2 separate regions of the Macaca mulatta genome follow, and region 2 is linked to region 1. Evidence: chromatin contacts called from public Hi-C data. All regions are on one chromosome and are shown on one strand. Each heading gives the region's core, a stretch centred on a gene start, on an enhancer-like site or on the middle of the called end of the contact. The rest is flanking DNA. Distances are from core to core; before and after follow the strand shown. Region 1 holds the start of TMPO (thymopoietin). Region 2 holds the start of SLC25A3 (solute carrier family 25 member 3).

Region 1 (3,667 bases), core at 294-2,793:
GAGTAATTTTCAAATATTTGTTTATAGGGCCGGGTCCGGTGGCTCACGCCTGTTATCCCAGAACTTGGGAGGCCGAGGTGAGTGGACCACCTGAGGTCAGGAGTTCGAGACCGGCCTAACCAACATGGAGAAACCCGGTTTCTACTAAAATACAAAAATTACCCGGGCGTGGCGACGCATGCCGGTAATCCTAGCTACTCGGGAGGCTGAGGCAGGAGAATCGCTTGAACCCGGGAGGCGGAAGTGGCAGTGAGCCGACATCACGCCATTGCACGCCAGCCTGGGCAACAGGAGCGAAACTCCATCTCAAAAATAAATAAATAAATATTTAAAAATTATAATAGGCGCTTTAAAATGTAGTTTAAACTGTTCCTTTCAATTCTGCGTGAAGCCGTCCCGCCAAAAGATGTCCTGTTGGTGGGAAAAATTAAACTAGAAAACATAAACGGTTCAAAAAGCCCTCCATACGCAAAAGTATAAAAAGGCGGGAATTTCCTTAATTCAAATTTTGGTTAGAAATTAGTGTGTCATCAGTTGCCCTCCAGGGAGCGCTGTGAGACTCTGCTGCGAGTCATTTCAGTTAATAAAGCGGGAAAACGCTCGAACTTAACCTATAGCATTTTGGGGCCACCCCTCCAGAGCTTTCGAAAGGCCACGGAAGTCCCCGTCTAAACGCCCGCTGCCGGCAGCTGGTGGTCCAGGGAAGCCGCGTCGCCCGCGTGCAAAACAACCGCCACCAACGCAACTCCACACCTCCCAGACACACACGTCAAAGAACGCGAATCCCGGTGCCCCAACTTCTGGCCTCTCCGCTCCAGCGCCTGCAGCCCCGCGGGGAAGGGGCAACGCGAGGGGGCGCAGGGACAGCCCCGCACCTGGGAGGCCCAAGGGGGCGCCCGGGAGGGAGGGGCTGCAAACGGCGGCGAGCGCGCGCGGCAACCGCCAAACGCCCGCCTTTGTGGCCCCGGCCCCGCGTCCTTACCCTGCCGACGGCTGCTCGGCTCCGGCCCGCGGCGGCGGCCACAGAGCCGAGAATCGGCGTGGGCTCGCGTTCCTCGTCACTGGAGAAGTCCGGGGGCCCCTTGCTGTTGGCGCCGGCGGCGAGCGGCGGCCGGTTGCGCGCCGTGAGGTGCTGCAGGTAGAGCTGGACGTACACGTCTTTGCGCTGCTCCCCAGCCGGCAGCGTCACATTGTTGGCGACCAACTCACTCTTCAACTTGTCCTTCGTCAGGACCGAGGGGTCTTCCAGGAAGTCCGGCATCTCGGGGATCTGCGAAGCCCCCTCCCCGCAGCCTTCGCTGCCGCCGCTCACGCCGGCGCGCTCGCTCCTGGCCGGGGGCCGCGCTGCCGCCTCCGAGCCTCACGGCTCCTGCCCAGTAGGAGCGCTGCGGAGCGGAGCAAAAACTCGCGGACACAAAGCCAAGCCAGACCCGGACACAAAAGACCCCAGAGCCGAACTACGGACGAAGTGCAGCCAAGCTGGAAGCCCGCACCAACCCCAGCCTACACACTACAGGCAGGAGGCGAGCAGCTTGCTTCGCCCACGCCCCAAGAACGCGCGGCGCCATTGGCGGGCGACGGGAGGAAGCGCGGCGGTGATTGGCGGGACGGCCCGCGCGGGTTCCATTAGCCGCCGCGCTGAGCGAGAGGAGGTAGAAACGCAGTTTAAAAGGCGCTGGGGCGGGAGCCGAGGCGCCCGGCCCGCTTCTGTTTTCATTTTCTCCACCCTTCCCCTTAGACGCCGATAAGGGACAGGTCGTACTGCTTTTGTGCGCCGTTTCCTCTCCCTCCCCCAGCTTGAGAAGCAGCTTTCGTCTCTGGGGTCGATCGCCTACGAACCGGCCGAATTCCACGCCGGCTGTGAGGACCCTTGTCTGGGCCTTTCTTCCTCCCGGGACACTGAAGCACCGAAGAGTAGCCGCAGCCTTGCCTTCCCCAAACGCTAGCCATGAAGGGGAAGAAAAGAAGCGAGACTTGTCTGCAGGCACTCATATTCCTTGATTTGATTTACTTTGGGAGGGGGAGGGCAGGGAGTTACCCCTCTGTCTACTCGCGAACGCTTCTTTTGTTCCAGAAACCCGGGAGAAGCCAGACCTCTACCATCGGGCACTTTACCCTTGAATTTGTGACAAAAGTGTACTATACCGTTCACTTCTTAGTCTCGTAGTTGGGGCATGTCTAAATTGTTTAATTTGAACAGTGCGTTGAGACTCAAGACAAATTCGCGCTTGCATTTTTGTTGAAACCGATCCTGGCTTTGGATCCCACTAACGTTTGATAACAAAACGAAGCCGAACCCTTGGGAACCCCCTCAATGGTCAATTTAAAATAGCAGATGTTGCGTAATCCTAAAGGAAGCCTAGTGACCTATAATTAGGCCGAGAACCCTAATCAAACCCGTATTACTAATCCAAATTAAAACCTGGTAGTGACTGCAATTAAAATGTTTGCCTGAAAATTAGTATCACTGATGACAAATATTTGTATTTCTGATGAATATGTATGATTAAAGATTCTAGAAAAGAAAGGAGACCTTGGATCAAGAATGTGTTAATAATTTCCCCAGAATCTGAGCTCCAAACTATATTTTAGAAACTGATTACATTTTTTTTGGTTTGCCTGCTTTCTACACTGTTAGGTTAGAATATATTTAAAACAAACGCTTTCACTAAAAATGTTTCCTATGATTTAAGCGACTTACTTTTGTTCAAATTGAGGAGATACTTCTTTTAGTGATATTTTCCTAGAGGTAACTAGTTTATAAAAATCTCAGTATCCATATATAAGCAATGGTATTAAGCTCAATAATGCAAATTAAAAATCAGGTTTTAATTAGCAAGTTGTTAGGTAGATTTTTATGATCCCTTGTAAAAGTTACTTGGTTTTTTGCCCCTACGGCTTCCCTGGACACATAGGCAAATGTTTTTATCTTCAGAAGGGGAACTGAGCTGAGAGGCAAAGGACCATGATTTTGCAATGACTGGTAACCCAGTACGTATAATGCAAGAACTGCATTCTAGATGCCTGCAATTAATGTTTCCTGGGCAAAAACATTTTCATTATCTTTTTCTTATACCTGGACATTAGCTACAGGTGGTTATACTTGCGGATTTACTGCTGTAGAACTCCAAAATTGAGATTACACTTAACAGATTCAGCATACCCTAACACAAAGAGGTTAGGCTATTGAGATTGGGTGGTCTCTTTGGTCCTGATTGCTACTTCCAAACTATTTCTGCTCTTTTCTCCTTCAAAAATACTTGAAGTTCATATCTTCTGGCCAAATCACCTTCTACTCTCCTTACTGCCATCATCCACGAGCCTCCTGGCCACTTCCCAGAAATTATAGAGCTGCTTGTCGTAGGTTTTCCTCACCATCCCTCTTGTCTACATTCTATCTGAATTCAACATCCTTGTAGGTGACCCATGCAACACCAACACTTGGCCTCTTAGACCTCTGACCTCTTCATCTCCAAGAATTTGTTCCTCTGTTGCGTCTTAACCACTTCGGTGTCACTCAGATTCTGAACCTTGTCATCAGTTGAAATCTCAGTTTCAAGCTTCCCAATTTGTCAATCACTAGCCCTTTTTTCCCAGCTAATTTATTGTACTCTCAATTACCTAATTAAGACCTCCACTCTATTAACCCCAACACTTAAAAAAACTC
Region 2 (3,607 bases), core at 319-2,818, 83 kb before region 1:
TAACAGCTTGGATTCTGCCATATTCATTTTTAAAAAAGTTTTCTACATTAACGGCTTTTACAATTAAAGTCAAACTTCAAATTATTAACCACTGGTAAGAGCACACTTCAGAGTACAAATGAAACTCAGAAAGATCACCCGACGTGTAAAAGGCTTGCAAACAACTTCAAAGTTTATCCTAGCCACTAACCAATACTATCCCCACTTATGAACTCCTATAACATAAAAACAGATACACATAAATTCCTGCAGTCACATACATTTAATACACAAATAATGTTAGCTTTAATTTTAAACTGAATGACAGATAGTGTAAGTAAGGATTCTTTATCCATCCTAAAGACATAACAGAAGCACGTGAGTGATTTAAAGAAAAAAATCTTTCGATTTTACAGGCATAAGGTAGATAACATTCTCAGGACTCCTACAATTCGATTTTCAGGTTTCTCTGTATGTACACACTTCACTAGGATTTAAAACACACACAACTAAGTTAAAGCTGGGCCCAACCACAAAGAATCGCAAGAGATAATCACACCAAAGGGATGCCCACCAATTATCTCCTTTTTATTGCCTATGTAGTGCTGCAAGCTGCCTCCTCCAGTCGCATGAAAACAGGAGATCCAGTTATCTCATATATAATTAAGTGCTAAAATGACGGACCTGGCGTCGACGAATATAAAACTTAGGAAAGGACTGTTCAAGAAAACTAAGGGCAAATCAAAGGACAGGTGATACAGTTAGTAGAACTGTGGGTGGTCAGTAGTTTGGGGAAGAGACTTTACCCAATACTTAGTTGGCTGACCAAGCGGGCTCACGGCAGAGAAGATAAGGAGCTAGTCGCGGCCTTTTTTCCCTCGGGGACATGGAGGTCACGAAGGGACACAGGGCCTCAGCCCTTCCACGCCCTTGAGGGAGGGCCAAGGATCTGACACCCGCCTAGGGTGGAAAAAGCCGATATCCCCGGGCAAGCAACTGGGCGCCGTCCTACGGTGCAGCGGGCTGGACTCGTCCTTCCCTGTCCTCCAAGCCGGGTCCAGGCCTCAAACGCTGGGCAGACCACGAATAGACCACGACTGTATCAGGCAAGGTCTGATCTCACCTTCCACGGCGGCGGCTGCCAGGTTGCGAGGGCGGCGAGGCTGGCCAGTGGGCCCGGGTGGGTTGCTGCGGAGGTCCCCGAGGCCATCGTGCAGCAGCTGCAGATGTGGCGTGTTGAAGGGGTTCGCCCGCGCCAGGTGCGCCACGGACGAGAACATCTTTCTAGGGGAAGAGGGAGCGACGGTGAGATGGCAGGCAAGGCGCCGGTTAATGTTACCGGCGCCCTGGAACCCCAACCGGGCCTTTTCCTTCCCGCCTGCGCGCCCTTGAAGAGGTCACGGCGGCCTTCGAAGGAGGCTGCTCCCGGCTGGGCCCACCGCCAAAGCAGCGGCCCCACAGGGTCTCTGGGCTCCGCTCCCCACACCCGCCACAGGGGAAGGCCCGGTCACACTCACTCCCTAAGATGGCGATCACCCAACCACTCCCTTGGAAAGGTTACCGCTCACAGAGGCCGAACGTCCTCCCAGCCCTAAGATGTGTGCCCTTCGCGCGTCGTCGGCGTGACGCACACAGCGCGTCACTACAAGCATGCGTCGCCCATTGGTGGAGAAGAGCTCCGAGCCCGTAGCGTCATCGCGTTCTCCTAGCAACCTTATCCCCGCCCCTGCCCACTCCTGCTCTTCCGGCCCGGCGTGTGCGCAGGAGGATTCGTTCTGCGCAGACGCGCGTTCCGGCTGTATATTTTTTGAGAGGGGTCGGGTTCGGGATCTTAACCTGCTCGCTTTGTCCCTTCACCTTCAGGTGTCTCTTCTTGACCACAGGCTTCAGTTCGCTTCACTTAAGTGAATCACAGTATCTAGTAGTCACTTAAAAAACAAAACATGAATGCTTGATGATATATTTAGGTGTTGGAGTTAGAGAACATCACTGCAGTATTATGTGTCACAACTTCTGCCATTACAGTACTTTTTAAAATAAGTTCCATCCATTGACATTAAATATAGGTATGTCTGCATTTTTCATCAGACTTCTGGAGAATATTTTAAAAAAGAAATGTGCAGCAAGAAGTCTTACGACAGCTTGCCGCGTTATCACAATAATCTATAGAACACGTTGAAACATTGAACACCTGAGGTGTTACAGCGATGAACTAGTGAAAGTGACTGATAGCAGATTGTGCGTGTGTCTGGTTAAAACATTTAGGAAGCTTTCATTAGATTCAGCTCAACAGGGAGGGGCGTAGTTTAGTTGGGGAGAGTTTAATAGGGATTCAACCTGTTAGACTTCTGGCTCTTATATTTTCCCAGCTCTTGACAAAGTAACCTTGGGAATTTACTTCATCTCTGTGAACCTGTTCCTTAGATGTAAGATTGGGGTGGGACTGGCCTCACAGGTTCACACTGGTACAATCACACATGGCCTTACACTTAGTTTAATGCTCTGCTGATTTTGAAATTTTTCTTTTCTTTTTGTTTTTTTTTGTTTTTTTTTTTGAGACGGAGTTTCACTCTGTCACCCAGGCTGAAGTGCAGTGACGTGATCTCGGCTCACTGCAAGCTCTGCCTCCCAGGTTCACCCTATTCTCCTGCCTCGGCCTCTGGAGTAGCTGGGACTACAGGCGTGCACGACCACGCTTGGCTAATTTTTGTATTTTTTGCAGAGACGGGATTTCATCATGTTGGCTAGTCTGGTCTCGAACTCCTGACCTCAGGTGATCCACCCACCTCGGCCTCCCAATGTGCTGGGATTACAGGCCTGAGCCACCATGCCCGGCTTGAAATTCTTAATATATGTATGAACAAGGGGCCACACATTTTTTAGTTTGCACCGGACCCTGAAAATTAGGTGGCTGGTTCTGGACTGGAGTAATACTTACCTTGCAAAGTCTATGAGAACTCAATGAGATAATGTCTAAAAGTCTACAGAAGATGTTCCCTAAAAAAAGTCAGCTCTGAGGCTGCAGCATCATGGCACTCTCTTAGCAACACTATCCCAGAACCAGCCCTTCTGGCTCAACTAAAGTCCCAGGAAGAATTCCAGAGTGGAGGGCACAGGAAGGGAAGTAGTGACAGATAAAGTTAAAAAAGTACACTAGCACCTGATTGTCCAGGGCCTCACATACCAGACTGAGGAGTCTAATCTTATATAGATAGGCAGTCAGTGAAGGGTCTGGACTTTCTTTGTCTATTTTTTGGTTAATTCAACTTTATAGTGCTTTTCTAATCTAAAAATCTTTTGTCATGAAAAAAATCAAATATCATGTAAAAATATATGACTGTGGTGAATCTTCCTATTCCCTTCCCCCAGCACCGGATAATACTGCCCTTTGCCGCACATTTTTTCAGCTGGATCAACTGGTACCCTTCACCGTGGGGCTGCACATGCTTGTGGCCCAGAACGCAGAGAAGTTGATCTAGAAGATCCAGTGGTAACTGAAGGAGCTGCAGGCCCAACTCCTACACCATGTAGCAGCTAGCGACCTTCAGAATGTAATGACTGTTGCTCCACTTTTGCCTTGCAAACTGCACAAATTTCTCTTATAGCTAACTCTAACCCAAAACTATGC

What was found. A called contact is a pair of places that touch in the nucleus more often than the background predicts.
Region 2: a Hi-C map of fetal cortex germinal zone shows a contact between it and region 1, with 4 times the contacts expected there. The contact joins the promoter of SLC25A3 here to the promoter of TMPO in region 1. A contact is called at or near these places in 2 of 14 Hi-C or Micro-C datasets (CD4 T cells and fetal cortex germinal zone).

What each region holds. Positions count from the first base shown.
Region 1 is chr11:105,805,642-105,809,308 of T2T-MMU8v2.0, reverse strand. TMPO (thymopoietin) reads right to left here and starts at 1,543. Exons shown (of 4, transcript NM_001261527.1): 1 at 983-1,543. The coding sequence starts at 1,261.
Region 2 is chr11:105,888,923-105,892,529 of T2T-MMU8v2.0, reverse strand. SLC25A3 (solute carrier family 25 member 3) reads right to left here and starts at 1,568. Exons shown (of 8, transcript NM_001257587.1): 1 at 1,497-1,568; 2 at 1,103-1,263. The coding sequence starts at 1,259. LOC144332989 (a long non-coding RNA gene) reads left to right here and starts at 949. Exons shown (of 2, transcript XR_013401277.1): 1 at 949-1,090; 2 at 3,349-3,607.